Regions from separate parts of the Mus musculus genome. Here all the other regions are linked to region 1. Evidence: chromatin contacts called from public HiCAR-type and HiChIP or PLAC-seq data. All regions are on one chromosome and are shown on one strand. Each heading gives the region's core, a stretch centred on a gene start, on an enhancer-like site or on the middle of the called end of the contact. The rest is flanking DNA. Distances are from core to core; before and after follow the strand shown.

Region 1 (2,724 bases), core at 219-2,718:
CAAGAACTCGGAGACACGAGTGATCCCTTTAAATAGCTGCCTCCGGCAGAAGCAATTACCAATAGAGAGAATTGTGGAGACAGGAGATGCTAACCGATCAGGATGCTACCCAATCACAAGAGGGTGGCAAATCCCTACAATAAATCCTTTCATAGGGGTCTTAAGGAAGTTTCAAAAATATACAAGACAGGTCTAGGCACTTAAGAAGAGAGCAACTCCATTTTTCTAGAAAGTTCACATGGCCTGAAACGTCAAATCACCACAAAGATCTGTAGATGTGTGCATGCAAGAAGGCATAGGAGAAAGGGGTCACTGACTTATCTTATGGAAACCCAAAGCCCTCCTAATCATAGATATAGCTTCCTTAGGTCTAGCACATCTCACACTGTCTTCCTAGAGCTAAGCCAATTTATGGTCAGAAAAGCCATTACAATCGTAGTTACATTGTAACAGTAGAGGGATGGCTCTCACTGACCTCAAAATGTACATGACATATTTGACAGCTCAGCGAGGGTGAGAATAATTTGCATCAGCACATTTTCCCAAAAGGGGGAAATTGGGGGCACTCAGTGGTTAAGAGCACTGACTATTCCCTGGGTTCAGTTCTCAGCACCTTTAAGGCAAGGCTCTCAAACCCTCGGTAACTCCTAGCCCCTGAACGTCCTATTCAGGCCTCCCAGGCACACTCAGCATACAGGTCTATACAGGCATGCAAAACACTCATACATACGCCAAAAAAAAATTTAAAAGTGTGTGAGTGGAGCGTCTGGGTTCCTTAACGGAAGCCAAGACAAGAATGAAATTTTAGCTTTTTAAAACAATTAATAATAACAACAATAGTAATAGCTTTACAGACTATAAACTCTCAGAGGGTCGGTGCCCTGCCTGGGTTAGAAGAGAAGGTCTCCATGCTGCGTCCAGCAGAAGTCTGGAATCGGCTGCCATTTTTCAGCAGCCTGGAAAACGTAAAAATAAAAATATTTTTAAGTAAAACAACAAAAAAAATTAATAATAAAGTCAAAGGCAATTAACTCTGGAGAGTTCAAACCTTAACAAGCATTTCCTGACTGCCTTCCACGTGGCTGACAACCAACTACAGCGTCCTGTTGTCAGGGACGTGATACACAAATGCTTATGGTGGATGCCGACTATTTGGAGGAGCTGGGTTTCACGAGGAGGGCACTGCGCACCGTCTAGTTGCGGGAGAGCACGGGGTAGGGGGGCGGAGAGGGCGAGCTCAGGGGAGGGCACTGCAAGCGCAGGCCAACCCCACCCCCCAGTCCCCTCCTACTCCTGTCCAGGGCCACAAGACACCGGGTCCCCGACTCCCCGCAGTGGCCGCAGGGTGAGAGGCAGGGTATTCACCTGAACAGCTCAACATCTCCCACTCGTTGGGCCCGCAGAAGATCGCGGCCAGCGCCGAGAGCTCCTGCCGCACCTCCTCCACCATATCCGTGCGACCAGAACCCAAAGCCACTTCCGCCGCCTCCCGGAGCAAAGCTCCCCTACGGTCACTGGGGGGCGCCCCGGCCTCACAGCCAGGTCGGCTGCGGATGGCGCCGGGCGGGGGGCGGGGAGATGGGCGTGTTTATGGGCGTGGCATGTGTCCGCCCAGAACCTTCTGAGTTTTGGCCTCTGTGGTTTTCTGGATCAGAGAGAGACCTGTAAAGCCCCAAAGTCCCCTACAAGAACAACCAGGCTGTGAACCCACCGTGCTTCACCAGGCTAGGAGGAAATGGAGAGAGTAAAAAAAACCTAAACAAACAAGAAAAGCCAAACAAGGCGAACGAGCCCTTGTCAGGCTTTTGAACTTTGTGTCCTGAGATCCCACAGTGAGCAAAACACAAATTCCATGTCCTCATGAGGGTCAGTGACCCTCGTGGTCAGGATATTTCAGAAAAGAGAACGATAATGACCTCCAGGATACTGACCTGGTTGGTCACTAGCCTCGGGATTACACACAAGGTCTAGATTCCAGGGCCTCTTTCCAGTCCAAGATGAAGAAGAGGGAAGACTGAGATGAGACTCCTTAGAGATGGGGTCCAAAGCCAAAAACTAGCTTTACAGTGATTTGATTTGAGTTGATTTGATTTGGTTCGGTTTGGTTCGGTTCAGGTGATATTCGATGCATATAACATAATGTGTCTATTACCTCTCTGATCCCTGAAGCTTAATGGTGAAATCACCATCTTTGAATCTTGACCTAAATTTCAAAACACTCGCAGTAACAATAGGATAACAGAATGAGTGATGCATCTGTTTCAACCTCGACTTTAGTAAGCAAAATTAATTTGTGGTAAGTAGTTCTGTCTAGGTGCATTTGACTCCCCCCGCCCCCAAAATAAAAATTTTTAATTCTGCAGCTCCCAAGAGTCCTTTGGCTCACTCGGGGAGGTCTCATGCCACTGGTTTGTATCAGAAATAACATTCTGTGAGTTCATCAAAGAATTTAAGTAGGTCTTCAGTGACTCCTTTCACTGACTTCTACAAGTCAGAATAATTTTAACTGGGCCACGTTACTATCCCAATCATCATTTCTATTGCTAAAAGGGCAATTTGAAAAAAGGAAGAGAAATTGGCTTCCAAGAAGAGAAAGGAAATCTGATGAGATAGACAAGAAAAGCTTTTCCAGGGATGCCCTGAGATTTCAGTGACCCCAGGCAATTAGGAACCGTGCTGTGCAAATAATTAGAAAGATAAAGGTTTATTTAAACACATGATTAT
Region 2 (2,700 bases), core at 82-2,581, 530 kb after region 1:
TTTAGAATGATAAAGGGACAAAGGAGTGGGCAAGCTGCCTGTGGTCAATTAAGTCTAGACAGGCAGCACATATATGGCTTGCTTGCCTTAGTTAGGGATAACAGAACAAGCAGGGTAGGAGTTGGGTTCCAGGGTCTGGGAACATGGACTCAGCTTTGATCCTGTCAACAAGGTGGAACTTGTCCCTGAGATGGCTGCACTCAGGAAACTACCTCCCAACACCTTAAGAAGTTTCTCCCTAACGACTCTCTACCCCCAGAGCTTCTACCAATAAATGAAGATCTGAGTGGGCTGCTCCACACCATAAGGGGTGCTCTGAGAGGGGAACAGTGGATAACTGCAAAGAAACACTGCTGGCAGCATCTTTGAGGATGGGAAGTAGTTTCTAGGCAGCAAAGGAGGTACCTACGGGGCCTGTGGACCACTGTCTGATGGACCTGGAGGTTCGGGGGGGGGGGGTTAGAGGAGTCAAGAGCATGTAGTTTTCTCAAACTCCTAGGAAGATATGACTTCATTCTTTCTCCATCCTTTCTGTGTCGGGCCAGGCAGGCTCAGCATATCCGTAAGCACTACAAGAGCATACCATTCATATTAAGCTACTTTGTCCAGGAAAAAAATCAAGTCATGATTACCTGGTGAGCAATTCAGTTGGATTTTTAAATTAGCAAATATTTAGTTAGTCGTAGACGCTGTTGTCTATGTAGCTGGTCAGCTCACTTCCTTTATAGGGCAGAAATCTGTCAGCTTCCACAGTGGGAAGGGAGGTTGGATGATTTACACCACGCCGTGCCAGGATCCTAGACTTGACCAAGCTACTTACTTTCTGTCTGATTTTGACCCAGTCACTACCTCCCCTCTCTGAGTTTTGTGTCTGATATCTGTAATGATGCTAACCTACTGTCCAGGATTGTCACACAACTTCAATGGAATGAAACTATGCTTTATAGGATGTGCCCCCCCTCCCACCCATTTGCCCTCTTGAACAACTTACTAGAGCTACAAGAAGTGAACTCAGCCTGCTTTAAGGCCATTGTTATTTTCTTCATTTTGTCCTGAAATACACCATTACCACGATGGTATATCTGGGGACACTTTTATATATCGACATCTGTTCAGACAAAGCCGTGAGCTGGGTAATGAACAGAGTCTGGGAAATCAGTGGCCTCGCTCTTTATCATCTTGCTGGAGCTGGGCTGCTGTAAGAAATGGTTGCTTAGCAACAGTATTAATTCATCAGTGCGAACAACAAGCTCCCCTTCTCGCTAGGGAAGAATGCCATCTTGCCAATCAGAACTCCTGTTCCTAGGATAGTTTGGATGCCTTACTCAAAGAGGGGGTCTACTCGAGGTAAACTGGGGACACGCCTCTGCAGGGAACCATCTATAGCATGAAAGGAGAACAGTCAGATGTGAAGTTGAGTGGGGGATGGGAACTGCATTTCTGGGCTCCTGCTCACTCTTTTCATGAAGTAGATTATTCCGGTACAAAAACAGGAGCCACACAACTGGGCTTCTGTTTCATGCTTGGCAGGGAGAGCATGCGATCTTTTTCTTTTTAAGTAGCAGACCACAGCAACAGGAACTAGGCTCCTGAGCCTCTTGGCACTGGACATGAAGGATGAACCATAGCATCCCTGATCATGATGGTACCCACAGTGACCTGTGTGGTAGGAATTTCTGAAATGCACCCCTTGCCATGTGGTCCATTTTGCTCTCTTAAAGCATTCCACTGTCTGGATCCCAGCGGCTTTTGCAGGTTGAAAGTACATCACAACGGGGCCTCCACAGATGGTGGTTTTTCCATAAAAAGAGGGGAAGAAGTGAGCCCTTGAGGTTTTAAGAGAATACAGTTTCCACAGAGAGCAGCCTCAAATGCTTTTCCAGGTGGAATGAAACAGCCAGTCAGATCTGCCCGCTTGTCTTAAAATTGACTCACAAGGCGGGTTTTCCGTAAGAGAATTTTTCTAAAAATGAAACAAAAGAGGGAATCAACTTCCAGTGAATTCTATACAGAAAGAACCCTAAATGAGCCATAAAGCATTCGGCTATTCATGGAAGATAGAGGGAACGCCCCAGGTAGAGATGTCTGGGTCAGTGGCTCTGGCCCTGGGCTTGCTGCCCTCCAGCAAGCATGGCACAGACACTCCTGCCAGCTTCCATACAGAAACAGACTTACTTCCATCCGTGACTGATGCCCCATTAGCTGGAACTGCCACTGAACACTCAGGGTTATTTGCTGAGACATTTCTCCTTTATAACGTTTTAAATTACATTTATTGGAGGGATATACGTAGCACTGAAGAATGTGTGAAAGTCAGAGGAGATCTTGCAGGAATCAGTTCTCTCCGACTATGGGGGTCCTCAAGATAAAACTCGGGTCATCAGGTTTGGCACACTGTGACATCTCGCTGGCCGGCTTTTCTTGGTTCTAATACTAGTAGACAGCTGTGCAAAAATCAAAGTCTATAGAGTTTTATTTTGTCCTGCTAGTCAGAATTCAAAAGAGCTGCTTCTCTTTCTCTTCTCTTCTTCTTCCTCCTCTTCCTCCTCCTCCTCTTCCTCCCCCTTCTATACTTCTTGTATTTTTATGTGACATGCATGGGTGTTTTGCTTGCATGCATGTCTGTGTACTGTGCGCATAAAGTGCTTTGGGGGACAGAAGAGGCTATCAGACCCTCTGGAACTGCAGCTGCAGACAGTT
Region 3 (2,737 bases), core at 124-2,623, 620 kb after region 1:
TCCCAGCAACCACATGGTGGCTCACAACCATCCGTAACGAGATCTGACTCCCTCTTCTGGAGTGTCTGAAGACAGCTACAGTGTACTTACATATAATAAATAAATAAATCTTTAAAAAAAAAGAGCACTGACTGATCTTCCAGAGGTCCTAAATTCAAATCCCAGCAGCCATATGGTGGCTCACAGCCATCTGTAATGAGATCTGACGCCCTCTTCTGGTGTGTCTGAAGACAGCTAAAGTATACTCATAAACATAAAATAAATAAATAAATCTTTAAGAAAAAAAAATAAATAAAGAGCCGAGTTTAAGATAGCTGCAACAGTGATTATAGAATCACATCTAAGGGAACTGCGACAGACGCACAGTGGTCACGGGGCCACACTTCCTGTCACTGCAGACAACCATTAAGATGGACAGCTGGATTTATAGCACACACTTGAGCAGCTCTCCGTATTCAGATTCCAAGAAGACAGAATTACCTAACAGGAGAAAGAGAGAGGAGGTGTGCTCTCTGAGAGAAGAGTGTAAGTACTCAAGGGAAAAGCGCAGCCGAAGCTCTGAGAAGCGCAGAGTGAGAAGTGACCAAGTAGCTACTGCTTAGTTTATCTTCTGCAGTGACAGGGTTGAACCAAAGGCTTCATGCACCACCACCACTGCCATGCCCCAGACTCTTCTTAATAAATAGAAACTTTAAAAAAAAATCTTAAACGTGACTTTCCCTAATTTTAAGAAATGTCTGCTGGGCAGTGGTAGCTCACACCTTTAATCCCAGCACTCTGGAGGTAGAGGCAGGTGGATCTCTTGAATTTTAGGCCAGCGTAGTCTACAGAGAGTTCCAGGACAGCTGGGGCTACACAGAGAAGCCCTGTCTAGAAAAAAACAAAAAGGGAGGGAGGGAGGGAGGGAGGGAGGGAGGGAGGGAGGGAGGAAAGAAAGGGAGAGAGGGAGGGAGGGAGGGAGGGAGGGAGGGAGGGAGGGAGGGAGGGAGGGAGGGAGAAGGAGGGAGGGAGGGAGAAGGAGAGAGAGAGAGAGAGAGAGAGAGAGAGAGAGTCAGCCAGCCTGCCTGCCTGCCTTCTGGGTTACTAGATTTATCACTTAATGTTTTCAATATACAACAATCTGCAGATTCTAACTCATAAATTCCTAAGCTCCTTACTATATTCAATCCATTTCTAATAAGAGGAACACAGACAAAAGTAAATGAAGAAGTAATTACAGATCGACTAGCCAGAGTCATGAGAAAAAGAGTAATTTGGGCAGTGAGACACAGAAAGATCTCCACACTGAAATGTGACAAAGTAGAGGGATTAAAGCACAAAGAACAGCAAGTCTGAGTGCACACACCCAGTGCTGAGGACAATGGAGTGCACACTTAGCATCAAGACCTGAGAAAGAAAACGAATGACAAAAGGCAGAGGTGCCTACAAAGCACTGGGCTAAAGGACTAGAGAGGTCATGAATCTGTTGTCAGGACAGAGTTTGAGATAAGATAGTGGCTCCTCCCTTAGAGATTTATTTTCAAATAAATCTACAACCTTCTACAAAGATAAGGAGAAAGTGGCATCTATAGCTTTTGGTGGGAATATCTCCTTTACTATCCTTAGACTGGGAGAGTAGAAAAGAGAAACCCAAAAACTACAAGCTACCCCAGAACACATCCTTCCCAGCCCTTTCCAGACCCCTAGTCAACCATGGGGTGAAAAAGAGAACCATCTCCCTCAAGTTGTCCCAACTCCGTCCCTCTCTTAAAATATTACTAGTAGGTCAGGCATGGTGGTGCCTGCCTCTAAACCCACACCCAGGAGGCAGAGGTAGACAGACCTCTGTGAGTTCAATGCCAGCCAGGCCAGCCAAGGCTACAAAGTGAAACCTTGTCTCAAATAAAAAACAAGGGGTGGGGGGAGTGGCCTTAATGGAGAAATAAATTTTGCTACAATTTGATAGTCAGAGTGGACAAAGAGACAGACAGACAGACCAAGATAGAGAGAAGCGGGTGGGGCTTAAAGGATGTAACAGGGTAATAATCACTTTGATGCTTATTAGTCAATTCTAGAAATAATTTTAAGGAAGAAAAGGAAAGCAAATTAAACTTTATATAATAGCCTATATAGTAATACATACTAGGTATAAGAATTACATTCAAAACCATACTAATAGTACAGATATTAAAGCCAATAAACTGACACAGGGATAAATGCCATTTATTTGAAAAGAATGTCAACTTAGTTACTGCATAACCCCAAATTCCATCCTGTTATAGACCACAGCTGCACTACTCATAAGCTTCATGTTTATGTTAATGTAAAAATCCCTTACCTGGTGATATAACCCACACAACACAATACTACTCAGCATAAAATAGTATAGTAACAATATGAAGAAACCTGAAAACATCATGTTAAGTGAAAGGCCTGCAGGACCACACGTACTGAATGATCGCATTAACATTAAATGCCCCAGAGCAGGCAAATCAATAGACAAACAGTAAATGAGCAGTTGCCAGGGGTAACAAGGAGTGAATGCTACTAGGCATGAGCTTGGGGGGGGGGGGTGGTGTGAATTTAAAAATAATTCTTTTTAAGTTGTTGTTCCTTTTATTGTTGATCTTTTCTGTCTGGCTTTAAGGGGAACATCATTCCTTAATTCTGACTGAAACACACAAGCTGAACCCAGGTCATCATCTCAGCCACAAGGACAGTCAAGTTCATGGCCTGTTTCTCCTGTGCTGTAATAAAT

What was found. HiCAR-type assays count read pairs that join an accessible place to other places. HiChIP or PLAC-seq counts read pairs in DNA pulled down with a chosen protein or histone mark.
Region 2: a HiCAR-type map of astrocytes shows a contact between it and region 1, with 2.1 times the contacts expected there. The contact joins the enhancer-like site here to the promoter of Rwdd3 in region 1. A contact is called at or near these places in 1 of 39 promoter capture datasets (the C10 cell line), 1 of 15 datasets of contacts at CTCF or cohesin (large pre-B cells), 1 of 484 Hi-C or Micro-C datasets (uterus) and 4 of 115 datasets of contacts at active chromatin or transcription factors (astrocytes, fetal liver, large pre-B cells and 1 more).
Region 3: a contact with region 1 is called in an H3K27ac HiChIP or PLAC-seq map of embryonic stem cells, with 5 times the contacts expected there. The contact joins the enhancer-like site here to the promoter of Rwdd3 in region 1. A contact is called at or near these places in 5 of 39 promoter capture datasets (the C10 cell line, the HPC-7 cell line, cranial neural crest and 1 more) and 3 of 115 datasets of contacts at active chromatin or transcription factors (T-cell acute lymphoblastic leukemia, embryonic stem cells and large pre-B cells).

Annotation. Positions count from the first base shown.
Region 1 is chr3:121,170,227-121,172,950 of GRCm38.p6, forward strand. Rwdd3 (RWD domain containing 3) reads right to left here and starts at 1,469. Exons shown (of 5, transcript NM_028456.3): 1 at 1,366-1,469. The coding sequence starts at 1,450.
Region 2 is chr3:121,699,245-121,701,944 of GRCm38.p6, forward strand. No RefSeq gene overlaps it. Among named protein-coding and RNA genes, the nearest start is that of F3, 23 kb to the right of the region's middle. Within about 2 kb of position 1,332, at least 90 of the 459 cell types and tissues checked have an H3K27ac peak or open chromatin away from gene starts, as enhancers often do. A contact at or near this core is called in astrocytes and neural tube, where this site is marked.
Region 3 is chr3:121,793,043-121,795,779 of GRCm38.p6, forward strand. The region is part of intron 2 of Abcd3 (ATP-binding cassette, sub-family D (ALD), member 3); the gene reads right to left. Among named protein-coding and RNA genes, the nearest start is that of Abcd3, 21 kb to the right of the region's middle. Within about 2 kb of position 1,374, at least 14 of the 459 cell types and tissues checked have an H3K27ac peak or open chromatin away from gene starts, as enhancers often do. A contact at or near this core is called in embryonic stem cells, where this site is marked.